2 separate regions of the Sus scrofa genome follow, and region 2 is linked to region 1. Evidence: chromatin contacts called from public HiChIP or PLAC-seq data. All regions are on one chromosome and are shown on one strand. Each heading gives the region's core, a stretch centred on a gene start, on an enhancer-like site or on the middle of the called end of the contact. The rest is flanking DNA. Distances are from core to core; before and after follow the strand shown. Region 1 holds the start of SLC6A9 (sodium- and chloride-dependent glycine transporter 1). Region 2 overlaps ST3GAL3 (ST3 beta-galactoside alpha-2,3-sialyltransferase 3).

Region 1 (5,276 bases), core at 2,288-4,787:
TGCGGCCCTCAGAAACACTTGGGCATGCTCAGTGTCACCCATCAGTCCCTTCCTAGAACCAGTCCCCTCACCTACCAATCTTCTGACACTCCCTCACTTTGGGAGTCTTGAACCTCTCCGGTTCCTTCTCTCCTTCTCCACTCCTCGCCCCCAGTTTTTATCTTCTAGTGGCTGAAGCATCAGGCTTGTTTCAGCAGAGGAACACCCGGGCTTGGTGCGGGAGCTGTCCGAGAGCCGGGGACACGGCTCCTTTAAGAGTGCACCAAGGGGGCGTGGCCTGCAGAGCAGGCCCCAAAGGGGCGCGGCTTCTTTAAGAAGAGGCCGGCCGGCCGAGAGGAGGCCCTGAACCGCAGGAAGAGGCGAGGTCGCTTTCCGAGCTGCAGCACCGCCTGGAGCGCCCCGATTCCTCGAAGCGAGGCGCGTCCGCCTTAATCGGGGTGCGAGGTGGCGGGGGCGGGCGTTACATCAGCCGCCACGTGTGGGCCTCTCAGCTGGTTGTGGGGGCGGGAGCCCCGCCCCTGGTCCCCGCCGTGGAAAAGTACCGGGGTGCCCAGGTCCCGCCCATTTGCCCCGCCCCCAGGCCGGCTCCGGCCCTCGGGGGAAGCACCCCCCTCCCGCCCGGCCCCGGCCCCGGCGGCAGCTCCCGCCGGCCGTAACTGTGGGGTGCGGGGCGCCGGCTGGGGGTGGGCACCCGGGTCGGCTAGGCCCCTGCCCTCACCTGCGGCCGCCCGGGCCCGCCCTCCGCGCACCCGGAATGAAGGTTGGGGTGGGGAGGGCGTGGATTCTCCCCGGGTAGCAGTCCCCAAAGAACAGGGCGGCCGCAGCCTCTTCCCAAAGCCGGGGCTGGGAGCCGCGGACAAAGACAGTTCTAGGGCTCCGGAACTCCCGGGCGCGGCTTCCTCGGATCTGCGGGCGCGCGGGAACCCGCACTCGGCCGGCGAGTGGGCGGGCAGATAGGGAGGCAGGCCGGCTTGAGGAGCCAGACAGGCAGCCAGGCCGGCCGGCCGGGCGAGGAGATGGAGAGCAGGAGCCCGCATGCGGTGCGCAGACCCAGCCTGCCGGCCCCCGGCGCGCAGACCCACTGGCGCCTTAGACAGACGCTCTGGTTCCGGCGCTGCCTTCACATCCCAGCGCCCGCCGCCCGGGACCGAGCCGGCGTCGGCGCGCAGCTCCCCATCACCCGAGAGCCTACCCCCCCTCCGCCACCCGCCCCGCGCCGCCGTTCCCTCCCGCTTCAGCTCCTTGGTGACAGTGGTGACACCCAGACGCGCGCACCTACCCCGACCTCTCTGGCGAGACAGACATCCCCGTGCGTGCACCCATACTCTTGCCTACAGATGCCCGCATGCATGCGCGATCACACACACACACACACACACACACACACACACACACACGCTCGCTCGCTCTCTCTCTCTCTCGCTGGTTCTGGGGCTCAGCCTCGCTGAGCCACCAAACATCCAGACCCAAGGCAGGACAGTCAGAGGCTGGGGCCGCAGCGCCCCCTTCCCTCAGCCCCCTTACCATGCTGCAGCCCCCGGCCCAGGCGTGCCGGGTCCGCACCGCGGTGCGCCCAGGTGGCTTTCTTAAAGGGAAAGTTGCATCAGCCTCCCGAGGCTCAGTGCCGCCGCAAGTCTGCCCGCCCCGCCGCGCCGTTCGCCGCTCCTCCTGAGCTTGTTGTGTTTTGGTTTCGGGGAGGCGGGGGCAAAGAGTTTGGTGAAAGTTTGGAGAGTGGAGAAGGCTTGGGAGACCTAGCCAAGTCCCTCCCCTCTCTGAACTGCACCCCTGGCCGCTCTGCCATCCCCCTCCGCCCCCATCTCATCCCCACCCCCGTCCGACTTCTCAGGCTCCTCCTCCCACAGAATAAAATTGCAGTCTCTCTAGCTTTCAGATGATTGATCCCCGCGAACCCCTGGAAGTGCGCACTGCCAAGGAGCCCCCTTCTCCACCTTTGCCTCGCTGCCCTCCAGCTGGGGCCCTTGGAGGAAGCAGATGTCGTCCCCTTCGGGTAGGGCTGGAATGAAGCCAGAAGGCCGGGGCACTTGGGGGGGGGGGCTGAGGCTGGAGTTAGCCTGCCAGGCCCCCGGCCTTCTGCGCCTGCGTTCCCCCTAGAGAGAAGTCAGAGCAAATTCCATTCCCTTTGGAGCAGCGCCGCTAGGGACTGTGGGCACAGCTGGGTAAGGCCTGGGTCCTACTCCTTGGGACGCGAGGCCTGGGGGTCCTTTCTCCACTGACCCTCCCCTAAATTGGTTTGGTCAGCTCTATGCTGGCCATATTGTTACAGGGGCTGCAGATACCAACCTGGACCCCCACTTACCTCCCCAGGGAGACAGACCTGGGTTCCAGTTCCAGCTAAAGCAGAGACTTTGGCAGAGGGAGCTTTGCGGAGCCTGTTTCCTGTCCTGTAAAATGCACAAAACATATTGCTCCAGGCTGCCTTTGGGCAGCAATACTTGGCGGTTGGTGGAAAGGAGCTCCCATATTTGCTTACCTTAAGAGCCACCAGCTTTCAAGAAGAAGGGGCCTTTCGTACTGGCTGTCAGGGAACCACTGTTGCCCCCCGGCAGAGTGCCCTCTGCTCAGGGAGGGCACCAACCTGGAGAGATGGTCTCTTCTCTGCACCCTGATTCTAGCCTCACTGTCATCTGGCCAGGAAACCAGTTTTATTTGTTCCCTGGGGATAGTCAGCCTCTAAGAAGCTGATTCACACATGCGAAACTCCCACAAGATCAATTGAAGAGTGAGATTCCACGTTATTAATTTACTGTCAGAGGCACTGGGCAGTATAACAGGTGTCAGGCACAGACACTTCTTGCCAAGGCAGTTCTCAGGCTACACATGCCGTCCATTGCACAAGGCATCCCCCCCGGGCTCTGCCAACTCGGAACTTATAACCTGTTCACATTAGGGATGTAATCAGATCTGGGGAGGTCTGGAGACATTATTCTCATCAGCAAGATTATTTTCATTGTTACTTTGTTCCCAAACCTGGCAGGTATAGCATGTTTGTGATTTTTATTCTCCTGTGAACGAGTTGCAGGTGTCTTGTGTGCGCGCACTCGCCGCTCCCTGAGCAGGCTGTGGAGCCTGTGCCCCCTGCCCCCGTGGATTTGTGTAGGTGGATCTGTGTTTGTGGAGGAGTGACAGTGGGCACTGCAGCAGCTCTGTGTAGTGGTATGTATGGGTGTGCGTGCCTGGCTCTGGGTGGGGGCCGGCACGGGTGATCCAAGCCCCACCCCACCGCATAGGACGTAAATTTAATTGCTGGTCTCTCCCTCCTTCCCTCCCTCCCCCTGGGGCTTGTCAAAAAGGGCTGCCACACGGGGAAGGCGGGAGGGAGGCTGTTGAAAGAGTCCCCAGGTAGTGGAATGGGGTGAGGAAGAGGCTGAGACGATGGCAAATGGCCAACTTTCCTCCAGTAGACTGGGGGTGGGCTGGGGGCTGCGAAGAGGGCACTGAAGATCAGTGAAGCTTCTGGGACTGCCATGGCCAGGGACAGTGGGGCGTCCCCCCTCACGCTTCGGACTCCATATGAAGGGAGACAGACAGACTGCCAGATGCTCACTGCCAGTCTCCCAGAGACTGTCAAGACCTGTGGCTGGGGGTCGGGGGGAGGTGGGGGTGGAAGAAGAGGGGGGGGTGCTCAGAATTCAGTCCCCTGAGCCTCTATTCGGGAGAAAGAGTTTGGGGATTAATCTGGGGACAGGGAGGCAGCCTCACGCTTTAACCCATGCGGTGGGTAAAAGAGATTTTTCCCTGGGGTGTCTGGGCAAGTTGGAGACGTTGCCCGCGTGGGTTGTGCCAGGCAGCTGATGTAACACAAAGCATGTTTGCGTTCATCTGGAGAGATTTACAGATGTGTGTATGTTACCCACCTTGATCTAGAAAGGGCTTCAGGCAGCCACACAGTGAGTTGAGTCCCTGGGAGAAGCTTATGTGAAAAGGTTCTGGTTTGAAAAGCCGTCTCCACGAGGCAGGGACTAAAGTAGCCGTTTTTTTCCAACCAGAAGGAGGCCCCAAGGGAGGTAGGTTTGGGCCTAGCCCAGGTCAGAGCTGGGATGGCCTCCATCCCCAGCTGTGAGCTCCCGGCCCTGGGCAGCTGGCCCACGGGGTGGGAAGGGCACCGGCAGCCTGGACCACTGTGGGGAGAGGAGGGGCATTGGGCCAGAGGACCGAGAGGAGGACTGATGGGGTCAGACATCTTCGCTGGCTGGTGAGCTTCTTCCTGGGGCAGGGCAGCAAGAGGAGGGGCAGCTCGGTGGCTGGGCCCCACCCACTGCGGGCCAGGGCGTGTCTCAGGAGCTCCAGTTGCAGCGCTATTTCCTGGGAGGGCTGGGCCCGGGGTCAGATCCCCTAATGCTGACTGGTTTCACTTGTCATCATCAGCCTGCAAGATCAAGGCCTCTGCTGGGCCCCGGGGGAGTATGCTTAGGTGTAAGTCTGGTGGGATAGGATAAGACCAGACTCGCGCCGCTTCTGGAAGGCACTGTGGCAGCTGGCAGCGCTGGGCACCTTGGTGGAGGAGTGCTGAGGGGCCCTGCGGAGATGGTGGGGGAGGCTGGATGTGGCTTTGAGTTGCAGCCTGGCCTGACAGGGCGTGGAGCCCCAGCCTCAGCAGCTGGGCTCTGCTCTCAGATTCTTCCTCCCTTGAACTTGTAGTGGTCAGTGCCTGGCACCTTCCCCGCCCTGTCACAATGCAAGGGAGTGGGATAGATCGGTTCCAGACCCAAGAGCTGTCTCTGGGGCACCACGTGCCCTTCAGGCCATCCTGTTGTGCTTTCTTTGGCCCTGGTCCACGGGGACAGCATGAGCCAATTATGGGAATCGGAGCAGGGTCCAGACTGGATCCCAGCAGCTACAGGTAAAATTAGGCACACAGCTCAGAAACACTGACTTTGGCCCTGCCTGGGGTGCAGCCCTGATTTCCAGAGCATTTCAATGTTCCGATTCTTACATATCTTGGAAATCCCAAAGTCCAGAATTCCCATTGCCAGAGCCCCCAACCCTGCCGAGAACCTGAAATCCAGAGTTCTCCGCACCCAGAGCCCCCGTGTCCACCACCCAGGGGGCCTAGTGCCCAGGGGGCCTGACAACTTGACCACCTGATGTCCCTAACGTCCAGCTCACAGGGGGCCCATGTCCCACTTCACCGGAAAGGAAGCTGGAGCGGCGGGAGCGGTGGCGACCCGGTCGCTTCAGGGCAGGCATTATCTGCGGAGTGGCCCTCGAGGAAGCTGGGACGGGGTGGTGCTGGAAGCGGAGGCGATTACTTCCTC
Region 2 (5,250 bases), core at 291-2,790, 250 kb before region 1:
AAATTGCTGCTTGGCAGCATCCCCTTAAAATTGTTTCGATTTGGGTTAGTACCATTTATATACCAATATAATATGTATTTACATAGCAAGGGGGGGAGTCTTGTGCATGTATATTCATGTTTCTACATACACAGGCACATAGTACATATAGATTTGCATAAATATGTGTAAAATAACAAAGCATAAAACCTGATGACGATAACTTTGGCTGCCTTGGGGGAGGAGAAGTGGTAGCTAGGAGAGCATGTAGGATAAAAGAGACAAAGGACCAAATCCCGGGGGCAGCAGCATCTAAAGGGTGAGTGACAGGTGGTCACCTCTTAGAAAGTCACCCGGAATAAACGGTGTTTCTTACACTTTTAAGAAATCATGGGGAGTTCCTGTCATGGCGCAGCAGGAACGAATCCAACTAGGTAGCATGAGGTTGCGGGTTCGATCCCTGGCCTCACTCAGTGTCATGAGCTGTGGTGTAGGTCACAGACGCGACTTGGATGCTGCGTTGCTGTGGCTGTGGTGTAGGCCAGCAGCTGTAGTTCTGATTCGACCCCTATCCTGGGAACCTCCATATGCCACAGGAGCAGCCCTGAAAAAAAAGCAAAAAAAAAAAAAAAAAAAAAAAAAAAAAAGAAAGCATGGAAGACGCCTAAGAAGGGACAGCCAGAGAGACAGGAGGGAAAGTCAGAGGAAGGAGTTTCAAAAAGGAAGTGGTGCCCAGGCTTGCACGTGCCCTTTGACCCGGCCTTTCCACTTCCAGAGATTCCCCCGCAGGTATGAAGTACACTGGCACGTTGGCAAAATGATCCGTGTGTCGGATTATCCACATGAGCACTGTTGGTTCGCTTTTTGCATCACTGTTTTTATTTATTTGATTGTTCGGTTTTATTTTTAGGGCCACATCTGCGGCATATGGAGGTTCCCAGGATAGGGGTCGAATGGGAGCTGCAGCTGCTGGTCTACACCACAGCCACAGCCATGCCAGATCCAAGCCGCGTCCACGATCTACACCACAGCTCACAGCAAGGCCGGATCCTCAACCCTCCGAGCGGGGCCAGGGATTAAGCCCGAGTCCTCATGGGTACGAGTCAGGTTTGTTATCGTTGAGCCACCCCAGGAACTCTGCAGCATTGTTTTTAATAGCAGGAGTTTGGAAGCAGCTTCGGACAGCAGCAGGGGCCAGTTGAGCCGTCCAGTGGGGTGCTTTGCATCTGAATAATGTGAGGAGGCTCTGAATGTGCTGATACGAAAGGAGCTCGAAAATACATTGTTAAGTGTGAAAAGCAAGGATCAGGAGCTTTAGAATGCCTTCAACTTTTATCAGCCTTCCCAAAGGATGTGGCTGCCTACTGTGTTCTCACGGCAGAGTACTCTGTGTTGGTTTTCTCTGAACTCTAGTGTTCTTTCTTATTGCAAGCTGTAATTGGCATAATCAAATTTGTGAGATATTAAATCTCTCCATTTTGAGCCAATCACCGTTGCCTCCTGCTGTTCTGTCTGACTGCCAAGTGCCTTTATATGGCGTTTTAGCTTTTTAAAGGACCTTTGTATGTAGCCGTCTCCCTGAGCCACAAGAGGGCAGAAGAACCTTTTGGTTGCCTCTGCAGGCTTTGTGCTTCGATCTTTCTGGCATAATTGTGCCTGGCATTGGTCTTCCACTAATTCGGTCGCTAGGCTGTGTACACCTAAAGGCAGGGCTTGTGCCTGTCACCAGTGGAGGCAGTAGAGGGATGAGAAAAGAGAAAGGGATTTTGGAATCATAAATACCTGGCCTCTTGCTCCACCCCCCCCAAATTATTTACTGAACTGGTTGTCTGCTTAACCCGCCTCAGAGCTTCAATGCACTAGATGTATATGCAGTAGGCCAGAATATGCTAGACTTCCTAGAGGGCCGAGAGGCTTCAGAGTAAACAGGACCTCACTTTGACTCCAGCTCTGTGACCTTGGCTAATTTATTTACCCTGAGTGACCCTGAGTCTTATCACCTGCAGTACTAGTTAAGGAGATGCAGTGAGACGGTTCATCTTATCACCTGCAGTACTAGTTAGGGAGATGCAGTGAGGCGGTTCATCTTGTCACCTGCAGTACTAGTTAGGGAGATGCAGTGAGACGGTTCATCTTGTCACCTGCAGTACTAGTTAGGGAGATGCAGTGAGGCGGTTCATCTTGTCACCTGCAGTACTAGTTAGGGAGATGCAGTGAGGCGGTTCATCTTGTCACCTGCAGTACTAGTTAGGGAGATGCAGTGAGGCGGTTCATCTTGTCACCTGCAGTACTAGTTAGGGAGATGCAGTGAGATGGTTCATTTAAAGCTCTTGGCACGGTGTCGTGACAGGCACGGAAGTGACGGCTCTGATGACCAGATAACAGTACACAGGGATGCTGGGCCCTCCATAATTTTTGTTCGGTGGCGCTTTGTTATATATTGACTAATTTTTCACTTGATTACAAGCAAGGTGGTGCTATTTCCTTTAAGATGACTTCAGAGATCCTTTTCTTAGAGGGGCTCTCAGGGTGGTTGTGGTCTCTTACTTTCTTGCAGAGAGTTAGTCTTTTAATACTATAGCACATCCTGAGTTTTTGTAGAGTCTTAATTTTAGAACTTCCATCCCATTGTGATTTTGCGTATTTATTTATTTATTTTTGGTCTTTTTAGGGCCACACCTGAGGCATATGGAGGTTCCCAGGCTAGGGGTCACATCGGAGCTACAGCCACTGGCCTCCGCCACGGCCACAGCAACGCGGGATCCGAGCGGCATCTGGGACCTACACCACAGCTCACGGCAGCACCGGATCCTTAACCCACTGGGCAAGGCCAGGGATGGAACCTGCATCCTCGTGGTTGCTAGTCAGGTTTATTTCTGCTGAACCAAGATGGAAACTCCTGTGTTTTTATTTTTGATTAGAAAAGATGGTGTCTGTCGGAGTTCCTGCTGTGACACAGTGGGATTGGCGGCATCGTGGGAGCGCTGGGACACAGGTTCAGTCCCTGGCCCAGATCCTGGGCTGGGGATCTGCCGTTGCCACAGCTGCAGTTTAGGTCGCAGCTGTGGCTTGGCTCTAATCCCTGGCCTGGGAATTCCATAGGTCATAGGGCAGCCAAAAAAAAAAAGAAGAAGAAGAAGAAAAGCAAATGTGATATTTGTGCCCTATACAGATGTCCAGAGGCAGGGTCGGGTACACAGTGTTGCATCAAGGATGCAGGGCCTGTCCTGGGTTGGGATCACTGGGAAGCGTCTCCGAGATAAAGATCAGTGTGCGGAAAGCTTACTGGGGTGTGCTTTCGGGAGCAACACCCCTGGAAGGAGAGGACATGAAAAAGAGGAAAGAGCAGGATTGTCCAGAGGGAAAAGCTGGGCTGAGATGAGTCCCAAGAAAGGCCTCAGGCGACCCCACGGGGTCTGTGGAGTTGGGATGGTCCTTCTGAGTTGGGCGAGGGGGCAGGGGGCGCCATGCCTGTGTAGTTTATCCTTGGCTAGTGGGATGCCCCTGGTCATTGGACGAGGTCACCCTGGGAGGGCCACGATGGTGGGCAGGACAGCCCTCTTCTGCCAAGGCAGTTCCTGAAGAGGGCTGAGAGCTGGGGGCTTCCCGCCCACGGGGATCCCAGCAGTTGGACTGATCTTTCATTACTTTGGGGGCATTTGAGGAGCACATACTGTAGCTTTCATCAAGGCCGAAGTCACCCCAAAAGGAAAAGCAGTAATGCGGCTCGTGAAGTTTAACCAAAGATGGCTTGAGACGGATTTGCTTGTTAAGTAATACTCAAGAATAATAGTTACTTATAACTTTAGGAATTCAGGATGGGGGGTTCTCGTGGTGCAGTGGAAATGTATCCAACTGGGAACCATGAGGTTGTGGGTTCGATTCCTGATCTTGCTCAGTGGGTTAAGGATCTGGCATTAGCTGTGGTGTGGGTCGCAGATGCGGCTCAGATCTGGCATTGCTGTGGCTGTGGTGTAGGCTGGCAGCTGTAGCTCCAATTAGATCCCTAGCCTGGGAACCTCCATATATCACAGGTGTGGCCCTAAAAAGGGGGAAAAAAAAAGAATTCAAGATAATATCATTTTAGTCAAGGTGGACCCTTTGCTATTATAGCTGATCCCAAAGTTCCGAGGCTTAGCAGTGAAAGTTGACGTCTCCCTCAGAGACGCTCTCCTGCAGATCTGTGAGGGCCGGGGGAGGAATTCTGTTCTTAATGCTTCAGGGACACTGGGCGTCTTCCGTCCAGTGTCCCCGCCAGCCCCCAAGGGCTGTGGAGTTTTCCCCTGGACCCTCTGGTCCAGCTCACAGGGCAGAAACAGGCAGGAATACGGAGAGTGTGCCAAGATCTCGAAGGGCCAGGCCTGGCAGTGACACGTTTCTACGACCCCCGCTCCGCGGACCAGACAGACCCCAGTCACGTGGTCCCACCTCCTGGGGGTTGCTGGAAGCTCGGGTAGTGGGGCACACAGGAGGAACCGGATGGATGTATAACCCTCACTGCTGCAGGGTTGTCTTGCTCACATCCTTGTGGTGGCTGGATGTAGTTACAATTGGTGAGTGAAAAAAAAGACACGTCCAAAATTCGTTTTCAATTTCCCCAGAGTTACGTATTTAATTTGCCATTATCATAATATTCTGGTCTTATTTACCTGGGGGTATTTTAAAAGACCCAGGGAGACAAAATTTCACCAGGGAGAGAAGATAGAACAGAGTAGCACAGAGTGTTGAGAATGTGCGGATTCCTTGCTCTGAAAGACATAGAATAACTTCAGGGGTGTGTGTGTGTGTGTGTGTACACTCAGTGGTACGGAAGAGACCTGAAAAGTCTTTGATCCTGACATATAGCTATGAACACAAGCCCTTCTCTTTGCCTTAGCTAAAGCAGGAATGTCTTCAGCGAGGTAACGTGGAGATAGTTGGGAGATACAGGATTGCAAGGAAATATTCATGCAAATTGCACGATAGCTCTTGCAGAGTTTCTTGTAAATGCCACCCAAGCAGCCCCTGAGTGGGAAGGGGTGAAGCCAAAGTGGAGATATCAGCGACTCTTTCTTTCTGTCAACAGAAGGGTGACTGCTGAGATACAGTTGGCTACTTGTCCGGCTTTGTTGTGGGCAGTGGGCGCGCAGGAAGAGAGGCAGCTGGGGCTGAGAAGTTTGCAGACTGAAAACTGAGGCCACGGAAAGGAACCAAGGACAGGACAGGGCCAGATTAAGTGTTTCAGAGATGAGAGGGAAGACGTGAAGTTGACAAGGGCTTTGAGGAGGAGAT

Evidence for each region. HiChIP or PLAC-seq counts read pairs in DNA pulled down with a chosen protein or histone mark.
Region 2: an H3K27ac HiChIP or PLAC-seq map of alveolar macrophages shows a contact between it and region 1. The contact joins the enhancer-like site here to the promoter of SLC6A9 in region 1. A contact is called at or near these places in 10 of 47 Hi-C or Micro-C datasets (brain, embryonic fibroblasts, fetal heart ventricle and 5 more) and 1 of 2 datasets of contacts at active chromatin or transcription factors (alveolar macrophages).

Annotation. Positions count from the first base shown.
Region 1 is chr6:167,265,454-167,270,729 of Sscrofa11.1, reverse strand. It overlaps SLC6A9 (sodium- and chloride-dependent glycine transporter 1), which reads right to left and starts at 3,537. Exons shown (of 15, transcript XM_021096817.1): 1 at 2,492-3,537; 2 at 2,318-2,402.
Region 2 is chr6:167,515,976-167,521,225 of Sscrofa11.1, reverse strand. The region is part of intron 1 of ST3GAL3 (ST3 beta-galactoside alpha-2,3-sialyltransferase 3); the gene reads left to right. Among named protein-coding and RNA genes, the nearest start is that of ST3GAL3, 40 kb to the left of the region's middle. Within about 2 kb of position 1,540, at least 8 of the 83 cell types and tissues checked have an H3K27ac peak or open chromatin away from gene starts, as enhancers often do. A contact at or near this core is called in alveolar macrophages, where this site is marked.